2 separate regions of the Urocitellus parryii genome follow, and region 1 is linked to region 2. A link is a contact called in public Hi-C data. All regions are on one chromosome and are shown on one strand. Each heading gives the region's core, a stretch centred on a gene start, on an enhancer-like site or on the middle of the called end of the contact. The rest is flanking DNA. Distances are from core to core; before and after follow the strand shown. Region 1 holds the start of Pwp1 (PWP1 homolog, endonuclein). Region 2 holds the start of Fbxo7 (F-box protein 7).

The links. Hi-C and Micro-C count contacts between places; a contact is called where the count stands out from the background.
Region 1: a Hi-C map of muscle shows a contact between it and region 2, with 2.2 times the contacts expected there. The contact joins the promoter of Pwp1 here to the promoter of Fbxo7 in region 2. A contact is called at or near these places in 2 of 2 Hi-C or Micro-C datasets (liver and muscle).

What each region holds. Positions count from the first base shown.
Region 1 is chr5:14,495,566-14,500,052 of mUroPar1.hap1, forward strand. Pwp1 (PWP1 homolog, endonuclein) reads right to left here and starts at 1,506. Exons shown (of 15, transcript XM_026398598.2): 1 at 1,326-1,506. The coding sequence starts at 1,397.
Region 2 is chr5:14,319,603-14,323,973 of mUroPar1.hap1, forward strand. Fbxo7 (F-box protein 7) reads right to left here and starts at 1,585. Exons shown (of 9, transcript XM_026397865.2): 1 at 298-1,585. The coding sequence starts at 419.

The sequences.
Region 1 (4,487 bases), core at 256-2,755, 180 kb after region 2:
ATGGCATTCCACTGTGGGATAGCTCCAGAAAACAATTAAGTTTAATTAAAAAATAGTTATTTGTGTAATTTTTCCTTTTGTGGATTTCACAGAATTCAACTACTTCCTTCTATAAACTCTTCAAATTTGTCTGCAACAGAGAATCACCTGGGGGACCTTTAGAAATTTCAGGCCATGTGCTGAGTTATGGCTTAGTGGTACAGCATTTGCCTAGTGTGTGTGAGGCCCTGAGTTCACAAAAACAAACAAATAAATATTTCAGGCCATACTTAATCTCAATACTTTAGAGTGGGACCTCGGTAATATGTGACGTTCCCCAAGTGTTTCCAATGTGTAGGCTCATTTGAAAATCACCATCTTCAAGAATTTGAAAGTCTGTATGTCTCCCTTTAATAAGAACTGTTTCCTTGTTTAACAAATTTTAACGAGATAATTTTCTGTCCCCATGCTATAAATATGTATTGAATGTCTGCTGCAAGCCAAACACCTGAGAAAAAGTGAGTAAAACAGCCCTTGCTCTGGTGGAATGTACATCTATTAGGACTATTCCAACCCCTTCCTCTTGTGCACTCCTTGTCCAAGCCACTCACGTTCCTATCATTTTCCCAACCTGTCATCATTGGCTTGGCCCAATTACATTCAAAACGACCCGTTTTACAACCTATTTCCACTGACATACAATAAACGCACATATTAAGTCCATAAAGGCAGGGCCTTTTCTCGGGATCCTGGACAAGGCCTGGCCTGCAGAAAGCACTCAGTATGTATGTGATGGCTATCTTAAGTAATTTTCATGTGCGCTACAGTCTCAGTGTGCGCTCCTGTTCATTCGTGGGTCACGTTCACTCCTCATCCCCACCGCCCCATCAGCACCTCATTTGGGTTAATTCAAGGAATTCCTAATTTGACTCCATCCTCACTCCTCCGAGCACAAAGCACGGGAGTGCAAAGTGGCGTCGGGTCACAGGTGCTCCCTTCCCGGTTCCGCCTGAAAGTGCCCCGTGGTGGGAGTGCAGCTGCTGTCAATCAGCGTTGGGCGCCACCTCGCACCCGAAGCAGCACCCCGCCCCTTTCCATTCCGCGAGGTCCACGTGCCCGGAATTTGGGGGTGTGGCTGGGCTTGGACCCACCCGCCCGGAGGAGCAAGGTCCAGGCAGGCCCAGGAAACCCGGGCCGACCGAGCCACGGCTCTTGTCACCGCCACCAAGCCAAAGCCGGCCTCGGCCGGTCCCGTCACACCAGCCTGGCCAGAGCCGGTGCGGGGTCCCCAGGCCGCACTGACCCGGCAAGCCGCTCCCCGCGATCTCGGAGCGACCAGGCCTCACCTTGTCAGGCGTCTCTTTGGCCACGCCGCAGCGGACCCAGGCCACGCACGTCACCTGGCGGCTGCGGTTCATGGTCCTCAGCTCAAGGGCGTCTCAAGTTAAAGACCCGGGCCGCAGGGGAAGGTGGCGTGCCGCACCGAGGCTCGCAAGCTCGCGAGGCCGCCGGCAGGCAGAGCGCAGGCGCGGGCACTCGCGGCGGCGCCCGCGACTGACGTCATTCGCGGGCGCCGAAGGCAAAAGGGAGGGGGAAGGTAGGGGCAGGCCCCGCGGGGCGTGGCCGTGTGGCGTGCTGCTGTGTGTCCAGCGGGGTGAAGGGTGTTTCACCGCTGTCCGGCTTGTGGCGACATCTGCGGACTTCTTGGGATCAAAGAAAATATTTAGAACTGCAGGGTTAATCAGAGACAAAATGCCACCCACCTTTAGGTATTTCCCTGCCGTTCCGTTGACCTCTGGTCACAGAGGGCGGCACAGAGGGAGGTGTGTGGCTTTCCTTTTTGGTGCTGGGGTCAGATCCCGGGCCGAGCAGTCTCCCCTGCCTCATCCGGAGCACTTCATCATATTCTTGAATGTAATTGTCTCACCTTAAAACATTTAGCACCTGTTATATTCTAAGTATACGGTACCATTTTGACCATTTTTAAGTGTACCAGTTTAGCAGCATTAAGTTTGAATTTTTTTTTTTAAAATGCAGCAAGAGTGATGAACAGGCAAGAACCGGGCTATATTTAGGGAAAAGTACATAAACGGATTTATTCCTAGAGGTGGGCTTATTAACGTCTGTCTAGGCTTACTCAGGTGGGCCCACCTGGCATTTGGAAATGGGCTTGTGTTTGAGTATTGGAGACTCTGGGTCAGTGCCCTTGGGGATTGCTTAGTTATGAGCCACCTGCTGCTCCAGTATGGCCAGATCCTGACTTCTTTGAGCTGCACTCAGCCCAGTGCCTATTGGGCACTTGATAAATGTTTAATAAAAACGAGTAAATTAAAGAATAGAAGGTGGACTAGGATTGTGGTCACTTGAGGCCTGCCAAACCTACTGTCTTTTACTGGACTAAAGTGGCAGAATGTAATAAGTCCAGTAAAAGAAAATGAAAATCCAAATGCAGCTGGCATAATTAATTCTTTTTTCTATATGTAACTTTATTCATAGCATGCAAAGTTGTTGAAATTTATGAATACCATGACTATTTTAGGGTGGTGTGGGATGTTCTTCTTTTGCCTTGTTTTCCACCCCAATAAAGCAAACCAGTTTTAATTTTCCTTAAGGAATTAATTTATCTATATTGAATATGTTTGTTTTGGGGTAAAGTTGCCAGAAATGGTCAAACCCAATATCTCGCCTATCCCATGTATTTTTCTTTTCTTTCTTTATTCATTTATTCTAATTAGAATATGTATGACAGCAGAATGCATTTTGATTCATTGTACACAAATACAGCACAACTTTTCATTTCTCTAGTTTTACACGATGCAGCGTCACACCATATGTGCAGTCCTATATGTACCTAGGGTAATGATGTCCATCTCATTCCGCTATCTTTCCTGACTCCATGCCCCCTCTCCTCTCCTCTAATTAATTCTTTATAACAAGAATTAACAAGAGCCAAAGTACCTCTATTACTAACACTTATTCTTGGGAACTGATGAGCTTATTTAACGCTGAAAGTCTCTTTGCCAGAGGTCAGAAAAAAAATATGCTTGGTAGTATGATGGCTATTCTAAAGAGTTAAAAGTCCCAGAGGATTGAACCTAGGTCCATGCCAGGCTCTTGTACACCATCTAGCTCAGTGATGTGTGTAATTAGGTTCGTCAGCATTATTAACAACTAACCTTGAGTTCTGGGAAGGCAGTGAAGTCTGTAGTACTCTCCTTCCCATTGTACTACGCCCTATTTCTTGCCCGCTCTCTAGCTAACGCTACAATATCACCTAATACAGAGTTGAAGGAATACTAACAACTACCAATTTCCAAGTGCTAGAGCCTCATACCACGTCATTACTGGTGACAAATCAGGTGTATCAAATGGAAACTTTATTATTCCAGAACTGGGCTTAATTTTGCAAGAGTAAGAACCATGAGGATCTCAGCCACAGCATTGCCAATACCTAACAGAGTGCCTGGCACAGCAAATGCCAATAAGTATTTGCCAAAAAAAATGAATGAGTCAGAATTCTAAACTGAAGTTCACAGACATTAGGAAATGTGCCTAGCATCACAAAGTAAGGGCAAGACACTGAGTCCTAGTCTAGGACCCTCCTTTCCTTTATGCCATACAAGTTTTCTGGTAGAGTTGCTTGTCAGTTCATTCACTCATTTTCTTGGATGCAAGTGACAGATAACCTAACTCTAATTGCTTTCAGCAAGAAATGGAATTTTTATGCTAGGATGACTCAAGAATCTAATGACATAAATGGCTTCAGACAGATCTGGAGCCAGAGGCTTAGACCATTGTCATCAAGCTTTGACCTCTCTTCCATATTTCTACTGTCCTCCAATATGTTAGCTTAATTTCAAGCCTTCAGCAACTTCAGGCCTGCAGCTGAAAGCACTTGCATTTATTTCTGCTTCTCTCTGTGCCTCTTGGCAACTTGGGCTAGAGTGGGCCAGGGTAGGATCAAGGCAAGTGTGGAGAGAGATGCCATCTCCTGATGGAAGTTTCTGTAAAGCATCTGGGGCTTCATACTACAGATGAGAAGAATGAGACCCATAAAAAGGAAGTAACTTATTAAGGCCACACATCATGTAAGTGTCAAAATGGGTGACAGAGCTTAGTATCTCCCCCTTCAGTCCCGGGTGGTTCCTTCCAAACCTGAGCAGCCTCTTTTGGAAAGGAAGACACAGAACTGTGTGCCCAGGGAAAAGTGAAGGCTTCACCCAAAGCCACAGATAAAATGAACTCAGTCACAGTGTCGTCATCTCAAACCCCACCTAGGTGGCATCAGAGATATTTCTCAAGGGACATGGACCACATCATTTACAGTCTGCAGAGAAACAACCGACTGGACAGAACTTCTGATCTCTCCTTTGAGGCCAAAGTGAGAAAGGCCTTGCCTTTATTTCAAAGGGTCCTGAGCAGGATTTCTGGACTCCTGCAGTCCAGCTTCCTCGACAGCACTCCTCCTGCAGATCAGGCCAAGTTGACCTGGGTCACACGTTTGTCTT
Region 2 (4,371 bases), core at 335-2,834:
AGCGCGCCCGCTTCCAGCCTCGAGTCCCGCCAGCCGCGTGCACGACGTGCGGTCCCGCTCCCGGTTCCGCTCCGCGGACGCCGCCGGCTACTCACCCGGGAGGGGACCGGCGCCCCCGGGAGGCTGGGCCATGGTCCCCGAGCGGCCTGGCGCGCAGCGGCCCAGCGCCCCGCCGGCCTCGCGCGTCACAGTCACGGGTCCCCCGGGCGGCGACGCCCCGAGAGCCAGCCCCCACGTGACCGCCCGGTCCCGCGCCCGCGGGCCGCCCGGCCACGCCCGCCCCGCGCTACTCCCTACCTGTACCCCAAGGTGGGCAGCAGGGCCTGGCTCAGGTGCGCGCGCAGCTGCCCCAGCGTCGGCTCCGCCTCGGGCACGTCCAGCGGCCGGGTCCGCTTCTCAAGCCGCACTCGCAGCTTCATGGCGGCGGCGGTCCCGCTTCGGCCGCGGGGCTTTGGGCGGCGGCGATCGCCGCCGCTGACTGGGGGTGCTCAGGTGCAGCGGGCGCAGGCCGCTCCTCCCGCCGCGTCTCTGGAACGTCCGCTCTCAGCCGCTCCAGGCAGGGCGCCCCCTGGAGCCCGCGCCGCCAGCCTGCCGCGGGGCCCCGGCGATCGATGGCTCGGAGCGCGACGACGCTGTCTGGGCCGCGAAGCGCACTGCGCAGGCGCAGAGTCCGCCGCAGCTAGGGACCGTCCGCCAGCTTCTGCTGCGCTGTGGCTGGAGGGACGTTGGCGCCGGAAAGGATGCTGCGGTCTGCACCGCTCACCAGTCCCCGAGGACCAGGTCCTACCCCGTGTCTCGTGGCGCTGCTCTCAGAAGCGTGAGGTTGAGTGCAGCTCCGGGTGTGTCCTGTTGCAGGACGTAAAACACCGTGGTCGCTGCTCCGGTTGGACCGTGCGTTAGTCATCTGTTGCTGCTTGACAGTCGCCTCCCAGATCTTACTAGCTCGAAGCAGCAAACGTTTGTTGTCCCACGGGTTCTGTAGTTCAGGAATTTGGGGGTGGTGTGGCTGTCTAGTGCTGTCTCCAGGTCTCGTGCGATTACGGTGAAGATGTAGGCCAGGGCTGCTGTCATCTGAGATTTGGAACTTGGGCCGCAGGATCAGCTTCTGAGATGCCTCGCTCACAGGACTGTTGGCCGGAGACCTGTTTTCACCACATGCATCACCCCAGATGGCTGTTTGAGTGTCCCTAGAGCATGGCAGCTGGCTTCCCTCAGAGCAAGTGACCCACGAGAGAAACCAAGACAAAAGCCACAATGTCTTTTATGGGCTAGCCTCAAGTCACCATTGCTTCTGTCATAGCCAAATCAGCCCTTCAGTGTGAGAGGATCAAGCCAAAGGCATGATTAGCCATAGATGGGATCACTGGGGGCCATCCTGGAGTCTGGCTACACTTAGAGGGTCAACTTAGATGAGAGAGATTATCAAATTTCATCCGTGTTCTCAGAACCATTGTCCAAGTCTTCATAAGAATTGAATAAAGTTTCTTCCAATAGGGGCTGGGAGGGCTCGCCTAGCACCTTGGAGGCCCTGGGTTGGATCCTCAACAACACATAAAAATAAATAAATAAAATTTAAAAATTGCATCCAATTACAACTAAAAAAATTTTAAAAGTTTCTTCCATAGGTGGCAGCACTTGTCCGTGTCCTGCCCTTCACTCCTTAAACGTCTTGATTGCCTGCTTGTGACAGATCACATACCAAGTGCTGTAGGCAGAGTCCTGCCCATGCAGTTCACAATTGAGTGAATCAACTCTTGCAGTCGTGTAAAGTGTCCCATTAATGATACAGATAAACAGACCTGGGGTTGAGATACGTCGAGGAGGGATGCTCTGCAGGAGGATTCTTTAATAGCAAGAAATATGAAATTGAGAAAAGGTGGCAGGACCAGAGTGACTCTGTGTGACCAGAATGAATGACAGAGTGAATGCATCCACCCCCAAAAAAATAAACAAATAATAAGCCTTGGGCTATGTAAAGGGTTTAGGATACATTCTAGACTATATGAGAAGCTGATAGAGATTTGTAAGGGGGTGACTTTATTATCTTGGTCCATAGATCTGGTCAACAGAGGCTGACTCTGGGCAACTACACAGGTACGGGGTATATCTGAAGGGTACTGTATATATAGCTTAGGGAATTTTAGGGAGGACTAGTGGCCCGGGCTAATCTTCCATAAACAAAGCTCAGAACCATGCAGAAGAACTCATGAGGAAACTACCATGACTGAGATTGCTGCTGCCACCCCACCCCATGCTGAAGGACATTGCTGTCACTGCTTCTAGGAATGGCTGCCACAGGTGTTTCTTGTTTGTTTTTTGTAGCCACCTGTACTGATAAAATTCCAAGTTTCCAAAATCATCGTGTTTTCCCACCTCATTTCCAAATCGAAGACTCATAGGGGGGCATCTGACTAAGGAAATATGGGTCCCACACCTTTGCCTACAAAGGAAACTGGGATTCAGAATCTGAACTCCTTCCTTGGGGAGGCAGGACTCATAATATTGGAACTCACCCAAGTTTAGGGAAAGCTATTCAAAAGAGGATAGGAAGCCATGAACCCCTAAGGACATGCTCACATCTAAAATATATCAGTGGTAGAGAGTGGTAGATTAGATTAGGGCTTCCCAACCTCAACAATATTGATCTTTTGGGCCATATAAGTCTTTGTTCTGGGAAACTGTTATGTACATTGTAGGATGTTTATCAGCATCTCTGGTCTTTATCCACAAAACGCCAGTAGAACCCTTTCCTTCCCCAGTTGTAAGAACCAAAGATGTATCATAGCACTGCCAAATATCCTGTGAGAGGCAAAGTCACTTTAATAACCACTGGATTAGAAATCATCTCAGGAGACTCTTTTGGTACCTGAGAGAAGAAAGGAATTCATGGAATGATGGGGTGCAGCAATCATGCATAGAGAAGATGTGGCAGAGGTAGAAATTTTAAAAAAATGTGGAAAATGACTATGCTCAGGAGGTATATTAGGAATAGCTTCAGTTGCTCTAACAGACCCACACAACAGTGGATGAAAGTATTTCTCTCTGAAATAACACTCGGAGAAAACAGTGCAAGGCTAATGTGGTGGCCATCTTTGGAGGCCAGTCCACCCCTGAGGACTATGTAAACCTTCATCAGTTACCACTCGTAAAAAGGGCAACAGTAACAAGAATATGTCAGACAGCTGTGTTGTAACAGCTTAAAGAAATAATACATTATTGTTTTTTTGTAAGTCACTGAGTTTGTAATCATTTGTTAGGGTGACAATAAAAAAACTAACACACCTGGCATCTTGGTCAGAATCCTTTTTGCCCTGCGGGGTGTAACTACCAATGTCAGTGGCAGAGGTGGTGCCACCACAGGAGTGTGGAAGGATCCTGAAGAGAACCAGCACAGCACCCCCACGGCATTGCCAAGGTTTGAAGTGGATGAAGGAGCAGTCCTCCAACCCCCAAAGTTCCAAGAGAACCTTAGATATCCTCCTTCAGCTACCACCCTTCCTGTTTTCGTCGCCTTTTGTGTTGCTGTGACCACAATACCTGACAAGAACAACTTAGAGGAAGAAAAGTTTGTTTGGGGCTGTCCATTTCAGAGGGCTCAGATTCCGTTGCTCTAGGTCAAGGTGAGGCAGTACATGAGGTGAGGAGGGCCCAGTGGAGGAAGGGGACCCTGCTCCCCTGTGGCAACAGAGAGAGGGGACCAAAGGGCAGATGTAGCCGCCTTCCAGGGCAGGCCCCAGTGACCCACCTCCTCCAGCCATGCCCCACCTGCCTACAGTTACCACCCAGTCAGCCCATTCAAACCAGGATGGACGACTAGGTTACAGCTCTCATAGTCTAATCATCTCACCTTTGAACATCCCTGCATTAACGGGAGCTTTGGGGGGACACCTCATATTCAAACCAGAACATTCCCTGAGGATTTTTTCATATATATATTTTGGCAGGATGCTGCCTTCATTAAAAGTGTCTACAAGCTACAGACACCGAAACTTTCCAAGAGTTCAGAAACTTAAATTTCCTTTTTTAAAAAAATGGACCACTTCATAGAATACTACTAGAACACTCCTGCTTTCCTGTGGGAATCCACTCATTGGCTCCCTTCAAGTGTTTGTTCATTTGCTTGTTTTTAATCAACTTTCACTTTAAAACAGCTTCAGTTTCAATATCCTACACGATCTATTTTTGCCTATTAACAGATTAGTATGTGTCACAATCCATCAGTATTGATGCATTTTTTAAATTTTTTTTCAAGTTGTAGATGGACAAATACCTTTATTTTGTTTACTTATTGTTATGTGGTGCTGAGGATGGAACCCAGGGCCCCCGCACTTGCTGCGCAAGCGCTCTACCGCTGAGCCACAACCTCGGCCA